Regions from separate parts of the Manis pentadactyla genome. Here region 2 is linked to region 1. The links are chromatin contacts, called in public Hi-C maps. All regions are on one chromosome and are shown on one strand. The core of a region is the stretch at or near the end of the contact, and the rest is flanking DNA. Distances in the headings are between cores, read along the strand shown.

Region 1 (7,011 bases), core at 680-3,179:
TATGACCCCATGTCTTCTTGCCAAGATCCAAGAAGGGCTTCTGGTAAGTTAAGCACAGTTCATTCCCAGACTTAGAGGCAATCCTTGCAGTCTTAGGGATCTTTCTGGTCAAAAGAAGGAAAGGGTGAGGGATTGTGCCCCAGTTCTAACCTCTTGGCTATAGGAAGGGGGAACCAGAGGGATGGGGGGGTCATCTTTGTTTGTCCTTGGTCTTGGTTTCTGTTTGCACGTTCTCCACCTAGGATCCCCACCCACCCCTGGGCTTGCTCCCCTCTGCTCTTTGTGACTTTTCAGAGTCTGGAGCTCTGAACCCCGCCTAGTGGCTGTGGTCTCTGTGGACAGACTGATGTCTCTTCCTGCCATGAGAGTTGTCAGACTCTGCATGTCTCTTGGGCCACCCCCAGCTTGATTCTCCTGGTTCAAGATGGTCAGGGGTCTGTGTCTCGAGAGAGACTGCATGTTCTTTGAGGACACGAATGTTTCCCACTGCAGCATTAGGTACACACATAAATCTGCGTGCTGGGAAAATGGCAAGAACAGAACTTCTAGAGCAGGGACCTTACAAACCATGTTACGTGAGAGAACTGAGGCCTGACAAGGTTAAACCACCTGCCTGAGGTCTGTCCGCTAACAGCCATTGCTCCAGCTGCAGGCCCAGGTCTCCAGACTGCCAGCCCTGTGCCCTTCTGAGGGCGCCACATTGAGACAGGGACCGTGGGTGTAGTCAGAGTAGGGAGAGGGCCTCTGGAAAAAGACCCCTACCAAAACTCCATATTAAACAATTAAACAGAGACAGTCCCATTAATTCTCTAAAGTAAAATATTAAACTAGGAATATAAGCATTCTTCAGTAAAGATTAGTTAAAACTAAAAAGCCAGGAATAGCTGGGCCGGGAGTGTTTGAACATCCCCCAGATAAGAAAATACCTCAGCATAGCCCATGTCTTGTTTGTGTCAATTAAATGAGGCTATTGTAAAATTTACTTTAGCTGCTAAAAGGCCCAGTTTATCTTTAACTTTACCCAGATGCTGCTTTTCCTCCTGCAGCCCTAATCAAGTCAATAACTCAGCTCACCTTGAAAGCAAGACAAGCAGCCTTGACTGATCTACTCCCAAGCCAAGAAACTGCTATTCTAAGAAAGGATCAAAGCAGTAAATTTCTTACGTTAACTCCACAAAATAGTCTGCAAAACTGATAAGAAACTTAGTGTCTCTTTAAGAATAAACACTTAGAGACCATCTGGTGGATCCACATCCCTAGCTCTTAGTCTCTCAGCTGCCTATAAATCCCCTAGAAACTAGACAGCGCACCACCACGGACTCTCTTGTCCCCTCCTGGCGTGAGCCAGGAGCTCTGTCCTCTCACTTTATCTCTAAATAAAAGCCTGTACCTTGCTCTCCTACCTTGAGTGTTTGTGAAGCTCATTCGTTGGCTTCGTGAACAAGAACCCCGGCATCAACATCACCTCAGGGCAGCAAGCTGAGCACCCCCAGATGTGAGGGAGCTGGGGCTCTGGGCCTATTTAGCTTCTCTGAGCCTCAGGTTCATCAGCAGCGAGATTCTTAGGGCTTAACTGGGACCATGTCACTTGTGGAGCAATGCGCATGGTGCCAGGCACACAGTCGGTGCCCAATAAATGTTATTTACCATTCATTTCCCTCAAGAAGATTAGGGATCTGGAACTGTGGTAAGGATGGAGCTAGATGCTCTGACCCGAGAGGCTGAAAGGTCGGCAGCAGGGTCTTGGATTTCTAATCAGCCACCAGCTGCCGGGGGAGAGGCACGGTTTTTCCTCTCCTAGAGGAAAAGCTCAGCTCCGGCTGTCAGGGGTGCGGAGGGGAGGCTGTCCGCGGTGGGCAGGGGAGGCGGGCGGGTGCCGAACCCTCCTCCTCGCGGCCCCGCCCTGCCCGCTGACGTCCCGAGGAGGAAATGATTCCTGCCGGTGAGGACTGTTTGCTGCGGAAGGAGTGAGAGGAGGCGTCTGAGTTCAGAAGGTAAGATGGCCAGAGGAGCAGAGCTGGAAAAGCTTGCGGAATTGTTTTCTTTAAGGGTTCTTTCGGTCAGGGGACCCGAGGGGGCCGCGGTGCGGGGCTTGGGAGTGCCGGGGAGCGCGGAGCCCGCGGGTTTGCAGGGTTGGGTCTCCTAATCAGGCATCCCGGGGCACACGGAGAAAACGAAACTGCAAGCGGGACTCAGCCATGGCCGGGCTTTTGCTGGGCTGTCTTTATTCTCGACTTGAATATTTAAAGGAACTGGGAGTTTCTTGACTTTCTTTCCTTCTCTGCATCTTTACACCAGCTCATCTCACACCCTCTGTGACGGGACTTATCTGTACAAACATTTGGCATGACGGTTTCATCGCCTGGTGGTCGAGCTTCTGTAGCACAATTGATTAGACCTCTGAGGGTGGAGGCTTTGAGACCGCCAGAGGGCGAGCCTGCTGAAAAGCGGTTGCTGTGTGGAAGGCGTTGCAGATGCAGTCTTAGAAATATTTGGGTAACCGTTTGGTGCTGTCTGATGCTTGGATTGGATCTATATTTTTCAGAGCTTAATCAGAGCAGTTGGGCCAAGTTGCCCCCTCCCTTCCCTATTTGTGTAGTGTGTATATGCAGACGGGTGGGGACAGTAGGATGCATTAAAGGTTTTTTTTTTTTTCCTAGAGGGACATAATTAGTTCCATCATATGTTGAATGTCTAACATCTTCCATACTTTCGGGTTGTATTTTATTGGCGGTGACTATATTTATTGTTGCCCCATTTGAAGGAACAGATAACTGAGACTCAATAACGTAAGGCTACACAGTTAGGAAGTAACAGCAGCTTACACCTAGGTCTTACTGAGGCCAGCGTCTACACGATACTCCTTTAAAGAGCAGCACACGTACCCGGGGTAAGAGTCTGCTGAGAGTGATCAAACTTCCTGTGTTATAAAAAATGCAAATCGGCAAAAAACATATTTTTTTCCTATTAAATGAGGCTTCTGTTGTTGTTTTTTTAAAAGACACCACCTATTTCTAGTAACAATGTGTTTATATGACATCAGAAGAAATTTATTAATATGGGCTGAGAACCCTAAAAACAGTCATATCCTTTGACCAGCGGCTCAGTTCTTTGAAATCTATATAAGAAATATATTAGAAGATCTATCATAAGAAAACAAGCTAAAATAAGCTAAATTTGCTGCACCATTATTTAGAATTGTTAAAAATTCTAGTTTTAAAAATCTTGTTTAAAAATTATTTTTAAAAACTGCTCAGTAATAGGGAAATGAATAACTAATGGCATATTAAAATTGTTTTAAAAGACTTTGCAATAATACAGGAAATTGTTTCTAGTATGGCATTCAGTGAAAGGAAGCAGGGTGCAAAGGTACTTTTATATAGCATGACCCTGTTTTAAAAAAATCTACAGAAGTATACTAAAATATTAACACCACCTATTTCTGGGCAGTGGGACTATAGAGTAATAATTTTCTTATATTTAATGTTGCTAGTAAAATTAATCTGATTCAAATGTTTTCTCACTATTATAAAATTACAAAGTCTCTCTCTCATCTCCAGGTAGAATGTCAGAAGACTCCAAGAGTATTTCCCTCCTTGTACTGTTGGTCTCGTTATCCCTATTTACCCTAACGGGAGTTTCTATGAGCTCCATGTGATGGTGGCCCAAAGAAGTAAGTTTTCATTTTCTCAAAGAAAAGGCAAAACATTGTAGCCAGTGGTATTTTATCACCATGGAGACCAAGAAACATACTGACTTCCAGGACAGATCTACCCCCTGCAGCAATGGAAGAGCTTCGGTGGAAGACAATTATTTGCTGATTGAAGCTGTTAGAAAAGAAGATGTCAAGCTGATCCAGCAATTGTTGGAAAGGGGCGCTGATGTCAATTTCCAGGAAAGCCATTCGGGCTGGACACCTCTGCATAATGCAGTACAAAATTCCAGGGAGGACATTGTGAGTCTTTTGCTTCATCATGGTGCCGACCCTTGTCTGAGGAAGAGGAATGGGGCTACTCCCTTCATCCTTGCTGGGATTGTTGGAAATGTGAAGTTACTCAAGCTTTTCCTTTCTAAAGGAGCAGATGTGAATGAGTGTGATTCTCATGGCTTCACAGCTTTCATGGAAGCTGCTGTATATGGTAACGTGGAAGCCTTAAGGTTTCTGTATGAGAGTGGAGCAGAGGTGAACTTGCGTCGGAAGACGAAGGAGGAGCAAGAGAGGATTAGGAAAGGTGGGGCCACAGCCCTCATGGATGCGGCTAAAAATAACCATCTAGAGGTTGTAAAGATTCTCCTTGATGAGATGGGGGCAGATGTCACAGTCTGTGACAATATGGGCAGGAATGCTTTGATCCATGCTCTTAAGAACTCTGATGATAGGAATGTGAAAGTCATTACTCAGCTTCTACTGGACCATGGGACTGATGTCACTGTGAGGGGAGAAAAAGGGAAGACACCCCTGATCCTGGCAGTGGAAAGGAAGAACGTGGATTTAGTGCAGATGCTTCTGGAACGAAAAGATATAGAGATCAATGATACAGACAGAGAGGGCAACACAGCACTGCTGTTTGCTGTCCAACTCAAACTAAAAGAAATCGCCCAATTGTTGTGCAAGCACGGAGCCAGCACCGATTGTGGGGATCTTGTTATGTTAGCAAGGCGCAATTACGACCATTCCCTTGCAAAGTTTCTTGTCCTTCATGGAGCCAGAGAATATTTTCACCCTCCTGCTGAAGACTGGAAGCCTCAGAGCTCACGCTGGGGGGCAGCTCTCACACATCTCCACGCGATGTACCGCCCTGTGATTGGCAAACTCAAGATCTTTATTGATGAAGAATATAAGATTGCTGACACTTCTGAGGGAGGCGTCTACCTGGGCTTCTATGAAGAGCAAGAGGTAGCTGTGAAGCGATTCTATGAAGGTAGCACACGTGGACATAAGGAAGTCTCCTGTTTGCAGAGCAGCCGAACAAACAGTGACTTGGTGGCATTCTATGGGTGTGAGAGCCATAATGGGTGTCTGTATGTGTGCCTCGCCCTCTGTGAGCAGACCCTAGAGGAGGACTTGGCCACGCGTGGAGGGGAGGCTGTGGAAAACGAAGAAGATGAGTTTGCCCGGAATGTCCTCTCATCTGTATTTAGGGCTGTTGAAGAATTACACCTATTGTGTGGATACACTCACTGGGATCTGAAGCCACAAAACATTTTAATAGGTGAGTCTCCAGTGTTTTTGGAGTTGGGCGTCTTTTCACTGTGGATAGGAAAAGACTAGAATAAAGGACTAGAATAAAAGGATTACCCAGTTTGAGGAAGAATGCGACAAATTCATAATTATAGCGCAGTCTCTCCTGCTACCAGTTATAAACTCCATATGGTGGTTGCAGATGCCAACAGAATGCCAGTCTACAATTGTATTGCTCTTGGCAAATACATATATGAAGGTATATTTCAGATGGAGCCGGTTCCAGAAATTAGAATTCCTAAGTAGTCTGCAAGTCAGACTCCTGAAGGTGTGTTGCTTCTGGCAAGGTGACAGATACTGTGAAACTTCATGACAAGATGGAGGTCAAAATTAGAGATGCTGAGACAAGATGTGACGCAGTAAAATAGACTGCAAGCAGGCAGAACAAGCCAGAATCTGCTGGTACAACAAAGTAAATGAAGGCAACCTGAAAGGAAACAAGTAGAGCTGAGTGTAAAGTCCCAGGAGGCAAGATGGCACAGTAGTAAGAGCTTCAGATTTACCCATGTTCAGGGGGCTTGCAGCCTAGTGCCACCGACTTTATAGCTCTGGAACCTCAAACAAGGCACTTGATTCTGTGAGCCTTGGTTTCCTCATCTGAGACTGAGGATACCTCCTTCGTAAGGTTGTTAGGTGTAAATGCAGTGTGTTAAATAGACGAGTCTTCTGTGCACTCTGGATGCTCAGCAAAGGGCAGGTGCTTGTGTCGAGGGCTAAGCAGAAGCAGATACCTAATGTACAGATAGATACGCATTGAGATTTAAGCAAGGTGTAAGGGAACAGGAAAAAGGTTCAGGTATGAAGAGGCAGGAAACAATAGTTAAGGTCCTGGGAGAGACCTGGAGAGAAGTAGGTATACATAAGCAGACAACTGGGATCTGGAGTTTGGTTTGAGGACAGGTGGTAGGGTACTCCTTCCTGGTTTTAAGCAACTCTGTTGTGGAGAGTGACAAATAGGTGCAGAAATAGGTGCAGCTGTACCAAGTGATGCAGAGTCTTTGAGTGTCAGCCACAGGCGAGGTCCTTCCTGGTTCTAACTGCTGATCTTGATGCCAAAGGGTCATATCTCGTGTTCTAAAGAAAAATAACTTGTGACTACCTGTTCTTTGGAATTTCTAGCACCACCTCTTCCATTCTTAACCTTGAACAAGAGAGAATATATTTCTGCTTCAAAGTGGTACACCTAAAACATACTGCAGACCTTCCCTGTATTAAATCCCTAAAATGATAGGAAAAGATGTTTCAATGAATTCATAGCTGTGATTGAAATAAAAAAAATAATTTTTACAAGACAAAATATTTCAAGACTCAAAGAGAGACTGAACATGGATAGGATGGGACTTAGGAAGGACACAGGAGCCCAGGAAAAATGCAGAAGCCACAGCTAAATATTACTCATAAAAGTGGGGACAGTGCAAAGAAGGACCACTCAAAATAATGTAAGCCAGAAGCAGGAAAGGATAAAGGACCAGCCAACAAGCAGATTGCTGCAGCAGTGTAAACTAGGAAGGCCAAACTTGTGCATCCCCCTTCCCCAGGAACCAAGCTTCCATGACCCGGCCTGTATGTTGGCAGATGGGTACTACTTGAGGTGATCTTAAGAGAAACAAAAAGCAGTTAAACTCATAGAATTCTGCCAAAGCACCCTATTAAGTGGCATGTCCTGCTTACTCTTGAGTTTCACTGAATAATATGAAAGGCAGAAGCTCTGATAACTGCTGCCATCCCTTCCCTCTGTTGGTGGCATTAACAGAAGCAACTCACAAGAC
Region 2 (6,893 bases), core at 2,080-4,579, 170 kb before region 1:
TGTTCTATTACAAAGTGATGAATACAAGGATGATTGAATATGAAGTGTTCAGATTTTAGATGGATGATGCCTTCCATAGCAGGGAGGTCTGCTGAGAGTCAACCTGACCCCACTCATTTGGGCAAAAACATCCTTCACCATCTGGCACAGACTGTGCCTGTCTATAACCAGTGTAAACAAGCCAACAAGTTGTCCAAAACAGGCAACAGCGCACCCTGATTATTAGCCCGAATTCTGCAGGCAGACTAACTGGTTCAATTCCCAGTTCTACAACTTAGTAGTTATAGACTGTTCTTTTTCAAGCTGTAAGACATAAAAATTGGAAGCCACAAATGCAAAGTCTAACAATTTCAGAAGAAAGTAAAGTATAATCAGATAGCATTTGGTGACAATTATACAAAAGTTGTTTGTCTTAGAGCAAACACTGTGATGATTATAGGTGATGAACAAGATGGGCTAAATTATAGTTCTGAGGTCACTGGCATATTAAAATGCCAATGCCCTCTATACTTAAATTTGGCTCACATAAGTCATAATTATGAACTGTCTCATTGTGTTTGCTCTTTATAACGCTTAATCTCATCTCCCCAAATAGGAGTATAAATTTACAGAGTACAGAGATCTTATCTTCTACTTATTCTCTATCCCCTAAGAGTCCTGGCTTAGGGGAGCCGCTAAAGCCAGAAAGAGAACAAAACAAGGACAAAAACCTGAAAGGGTACAGTATGGCAAAACTTACTGCTTTTGTTTATGATACTTCCCCTTGTACACGGGTATGTCCCTAGCAAGACTCGCTCCTACAATTAAGCTCAAATCCTTCAAGCAGCTTTGCTGTGCAATGCAGGGTGATAAAGAGGAACCTTACCCAATATTAACATAAAGGATTTCTCTGACTTTTGCTAATTTGAAGAGGAAACTAAAATCCTGTTGGCAGTTTTGATCATTATAATCGCCTGGCCCATATGGAAAACACAAAGCAGATGTAATACGCCTTGTCTACCTTAGAGGAATGTCTAAACATCAAATGAGAACTGACGCTATTATGCCTGCTGTCTATTCTCACCTGGCACTCTTGCAAGCATCTCAACTCCAGATCCCCCAAGATGAAGCTGTTACCTCATGCACTAAACAATTTCTTCCTTTGTTCCTTACCATAGAGGGGTGAGAGTGCCAGCTCTAGAGTCAGACTTCATGGGTCTGCATCCTGGCTCCACCACTCACCAGCTGGGTGACCTTGGGACTGTTATTTTACTTCTGTGTTCCACTTTCCCTTCCGTAAATGCAGATAATAGTAGTCACATTTCATAGGATTGTTGAGAATTAAACAAATCAATTCTTGTAAAGTGATGACTAATAGTGCCAGGCACACAGTTAAGTCCAAGTTTGGCCCCCTCAGAAGTCTTGTCTGATGGCGACTGGATGTTGGCAGGTATTACTTCTGTACCAGCACCTTTGTCCTGTCATCGCAGCTCCACTGCTACCTCCTCCCAACCCTCACTATTCTCGTCAGTCAGGGCCCACATCGTTTCAAATCTGTTATCCTCTTTCCCTGCATCCTTCCCTTCCCATTTACTGCCCCTTTTACAACTTTCCTTTGTTACCTCTTTTCTAGACCAATGTGCACAGCCCCAGGCCCAAGGGGCCCAGTGGGGCTCAAGAAGGTTCAAGTGGTAAGAGTCTCAAGAGCCAGGTTCAGCATTAAAAGTGTCCTAAATTGAACACTGCTAGGCTGTTCATACAGACTTCCACATTCTTGTGCTTTTAGCTGCTTTTATTTCACATTTAGGGCAGTTGCACTGATATTCTTCAGGTGGTCTGAAGCTTGGACTGGCTGTTTTATTTAAGTCTTTGACTGAAAACAAATTAAGGGCACTAAATGCAGTTTGATGGGCTACAAAATCCAAAACATGGGGCCTGTAGAGGTGTGGGACTGGAGCTGGGAATCACTGTCCTCATCCTCACTCTCCTGTCCTTCAGTCCTCACAGGCTGCCAGACTAACTTCCCAGCGGCAGACATTTCTGATCTTGTCCTTGGCTCACCCATTCCCAGGAGCCCCCGCCTCCCTGTCCTTGTCTGGCCTGCCAGCCTTTCTCCTGTGGCTCTCCCACCAGGAACGACATTATTTCCCACTTCAGCCCCTTCAGTCTAAGCCAACTTTTAAAACTCACTCAAAAGGCTGGAGAACATTCCCTGATCGAAAATAATTTCTTACTCCTCAGAATTCCCTCAAATACTTGCTTTTTATTAAGAACTTTACATCACAGTTATTAGCAGGTAATTTTGGCTCCTCTTCTACAGTGTAAGCCATCAAGAGGGCAGGAAAAGCTTCAAAAATCCAACTTTGCATAGAGCAGTTCACTAAATAAGTGAGCAAAGTTTGCTGACTTTGTGAACTGCACAAGTCCTACAGGAAGAGAGGGGGTAAAAGATCAAAACTGTAATGGAGAACGATCCATATTTTGTGTAAATTCAGGTTTTAAATAAACTTCGTAATGTTATGCTTTCAAATTCTTCACAGCTTGTATCAAAAGCAAGTGGTTAGAATGTTCTCCAGCCAAGGCTTAACATGCATTAAGAACGTTATTACTGAAACCTGGAGAGGGGCTATTACTTTTGAAATCTTGTACCTCCATCCACAGACAAGAACACTTAGTGCAAAGAATTCAGGTTGCCTAAGTCACATTTTCGTAAAAGGGAAGTTTCAAAAGACAAATACAAAATATGAAAAAATCTTTGTGGGAGAAGAGGACGAAGCTTTGCACATGTAGAATGAGTTGAGAGAGAAATACGTGGACAAAGAAACAGAGCAACTAAACACACAAAAACAAAAATAAACAGAACCAACTGCCCATAGAACATAGGGATTGTATCCAATTTAATCGCTAAACTCTCTTCTACTCGATAGCTGGTTCAGGTCCTTTTGAGAAAAGGATCCTGACAGGCAGGCTATGGGGTCTGGAGAGAGCCCAGGGGGCGGGCCCCCCCACCCGAGCCCAGGGCCCCCTTTCCCCGTCGGTCCGGACACTTGCCCCAGGCCGCAGGCTGTCGCATTCACACTTCCTCAAGTCCCGCTTCCCTGCTCGTCCGCCTTCCCTTTTCCCGGGCGGTCACCGGCTCGCCCACCCGGGTCCCGGCCCCCGCGTCCCTCCGCCCGAACCCCCGGAGGTCGGCCGCTCCGCGTCCGTCGGTCCATGCCGGCGCGGGCGCGCTCACCCGAGAGGCAGGGGTCGACCTCCGTCGCCTGGGCAGCCGCCGCCGCTCGCGCCGCCGCCGCCTCCGGGCTCCGCACCACGTGCCCGCCACGCCCCGCGGCCCTGGGGCTTGTGGCCCCGCCCCTCTGCCCGCCGCGCGTCCGGTGTCCCGAGATGCTCTGCGCACGTGGGTTTATTCCCTCCGAGTTACGCGACCCAAGTGGGCTGGAGGGACGTGGGCGCGCCGTTCCCCGGCTCCCGAGAGTGGCAGGCATTGGAACGTGGGGCTCGGGGCCTGGGAGCGCCTGCTCACCTGCGCCTCGACTGCTCCCCAGTTCACCCCTCCTAAATTTCTCCCTCTTCTGCTCCGCCAGTCCTCACGCGTGTGGACGCTTCTCGGGCTTCCTTGCATCATACCTTTCCTTCTGTTAGGGTCGTGGAACAACAATTATTTTGTGGTTCTGGGTTTTGAAATTTGGCCTGAAGCACGCCGGGGTCACTGCCTATCAGGGATTTGTGCTCTTCAGACTGGTACAGCTGCCCCAGCCTGGCACACTCTCTTGTTAGGAGATGAACGGAGATTAAAAGCGAATTAGTTATTCTGGAGGGCAGTTGGAAGAGTTTCGAAAGAGAAGAGTATTTTTTTAACCAAAATATCTCTACTTGCAGGAATGCCAACTTTATTTTTTAATATGTTTTGTCAATAAATCAAACACAGTTGTAAACAAGTCCTCAGCTTTCTCTTACTGATGTGATTTTTTTTCAATTTTCCATAACAGGGAATGGCTATTTTATTTAGAGAAATTTTCCCAGACTTCCTGGTTTGCAAAGTAAAGCATCTGTTATAATAGTAATAGGATTCATTATGTCATATATCCACTATTATAATTTTCACTGCACAAAGCACCAGAAATGAATCATAAAACAATCCTATGTGGTGGGTACTACTTTTTAAATTTATATATTACAGATGAGGAAGTATCATTCCTTTTCACAGATCAGAAATAGAGGTTTAAACAGTTCAAGTGATTTGCCAAAGGCTATAGCGCCAGCGAGTGGTTGAGCTGTGATTTGACTTCAAGTAGTCTGGGAGCTGATAACTTTTAACCACTACTTACATTATCCTGCCAAAAAAGGAAAGAAGAGTCCTAGTTACATCTGTCTGTTAATAAGAATGTTAATAAGAATATTATATCCCAATGGGAAAATGTTGGTAATTTTTTTTCAGTCGCTTTAATATATGCAAAGTTAAGTATTTCAGACCCAAAATGTGTAGGTTATTAGCTTTATGGTCAACCACTAAACCAGTGTTCTAAATGCATAAACTATGGTTTATACAAATATGGTAGCATAAAACAATTCCTTATAATAATGTGAGAATTCCTTATAATAATCTGAGAAGCAGATGCTAAAATGGGATTTGATGTGCCGGAGACTTATCTGATGTTCAGGATGGGAGCCTGAGCAGGCAAGGAGAGCTTTCAGATATCATGCAGGTCTAACACTTGTGGAGGGAGAGATGAAAAGAAAGAGGGCAGGAATAGGAGCCTCACTGGAATGGTGGGGGGCGCATCACAGTATCTGTTATATGTCCTTCAGAATGCACAGCCACTACAGTGAATTGTGGGAAAGACATTTATCTTTAAAAGTATATAGACCTATGCAAAGATACCAGATGGGTGTCCTACACTTTAACTCAATTCTGACACTTTCTACCCAGAGGTGGATCAGGCTCCACAGGTTAAGGGCTCAGTTCTGTAAGAATGCCATCCCCATGCCACCCCTACTTCAGACACCTCATCAGAACCAGGCATTACCTGTACTTCTGACCAGCTGGCTATAAAACAGAGGTTCCCATGACCCCATCCTTGGATTCTATTAATTTGCTAGAGCAGCTCACAGAACTCAGAGAAACATGTTACTCCTAGATCACCAGTTTATCATAACAGGATATAACTCAGGAATAGCAAGGTGGAAGAGACGCATGGGCAGTGTATGGGGAAAGGGTGCAGAGCCCCCGTGTTCTCTCCTAGCTTGAGTGTGCCACTTTCCCCAAATTTCCATGTGTTCACTGACCTGGAAGCTCCCTGAAACCTGAGCGTTTGCGTTTTTATGGAGGCTTCATTACATAAGCATGACTGATTAACTCATTGGTCACTGGTGATTATTCAACTTCTAGCCTCTTCTTCCTTCCTGGAGGTTGGGGGATTGGGACTGGAAGTTCTAACCTTCTAATAACAGGGTTGGTTCTCAGGGCAACCAGCCCCATGCAGAGATGCTCTCCAAAGGCCCCTCATTAACATAATGAGAAATACGTTTATCGCTGTCATCACAGGACATTCTAAAGGTTCTAGGAGCTCTGGGCCAGAAACAGGAGGAAGACCAAATAAGTATTTCTTGTTGTAAATCACAATGTCACCACTGCCCTTACCAGGAAAGAGAAAATGGATTTTAATCACCCAAAATACTGCTACTTGGGGAACATCTATGAAGGGAGGAGATTATAAATTGGATCCTGAAGTGTTGCTCCGGACCAGAAAAAGATCTGTCCATAGATGAGCAGAGTCCCTTCCATTCAGTGTAAAGAATATCTAACACGGTTACAGGTATGAGAATTACTGGCTGTAATTCTGGCTGTGTGGGTATGTCAGTCAGTGCGGCTGGTGGAAAAGCTGGAGCTCATTTTTGCATCAAAGTCCAGAGGTCTTCAGAGTGGGGACCAGGCCATGAGTAGAAGTTGTACTGCTTGCTGGGCTCCAAAGTCTTTTCCTGTTTAGGGGTTATCTTCTGAAGTTGAGCGCCAACAAGTAGAAGATGCTCTTGAGGGGAGAAAAGTCCTGTCCATAAGATTGGTTTCAGAGAACACACTGAGTTCCAGGAAGGGACTGTTTTGAGAGCAGTAGAGTTCAGTCATGCTCAACTATCTCTGGCTCAGCCCTTTGGTGAACCCACACTGGGTTCCTAGGAGAAGAAGCTCAAAGGAAAAACTGAATTGAACAGAAAATGCACTTCCATATTTGGCATTCTTAATGTGGAATCTGTTACTCCAGATTTTTAAAAAAATAACAGCTTTATTAAGATTAATGCAAAACTATCCACCTACTATTCACCTAACTATACATTTACAATTCCCTATTTTACAATTAACCATTTTAAGCATACAATAGTTCAATAGTCTTTACTATATTCACAGAGTTGTGTAACCATCACCATAATCAATTTTAGAACATTTTTGTCAACTGCCAACACCTGTACCCATTAGCAATCCCTTCCCACTCCCTTTTCCCCCACTCCCAGCCCTAAGTAATCACTAATCTTTCTGTTTCTATACATTTGCCTATTCTCGACATTTCATATAAATGGAATCATACATTTTGTGGTCTTTCGTGTCTGGCTTCTTTCCCTTAACATAATGTTCTCAAGGTTCATCCACATTAGAGCATGTATCTGTACTTTGTTCCTTTTTATGGCCAAATAATATTCCATTGTATGGGTACATCACATTTTATTATTAAGTCATCAGTTGATGGACATTTTAGTTGCTTCCAGTTTGGGACTATTATGAATAATGCTACTATTGTGCCTGCAGATATTAAACCTCCTGAAATTTTGTAGTATCTTTTTCCAATGAAGTGAGTTTAGAGTATTCTGTCCTCTCCCAGTTCCTCAGAAGGCCCAAGTCCTTACCAATATCAGGGGCT

What was found. Hi-C and Micro-C count contacts between places; a contact is called where the count stands out from the background.
Region 2: a contact with region 1 is called in a Hi-C map of fibroblasts, with 11 times the contacts expected there. The contact joins the promoter of NPL here to the promoter of RNASEL in region 1. A contact is called at or near these places in 3 of 3 Hi-C or Micro-C datasets (blood, fibroblasts and skin fibroblasts).

What each region holds. Positions count from the first base shown.
Region 1 is chr9:110,524,977-110,531,987 of mManPen7.hap1, reverse strand. RNASEL (ribonuclease L) reads left to right here and starts at 1,929. Exons shown (of 7, transcript XM_057507937.1): 1 at 1,929-1,994; 2 at 3,561-5,213. The coding sequence starts at 3,734.
Region 2 is chr9:110,701,320-110,708,212 of mManPen7.hap1, reverse strand. NPL (N-acetylneuraminate pyruvate lyase) reads right to left here and starts at 3,329. Exons shown (of 10, transcript XM_057507940.1): 1 at 3,215-3,329.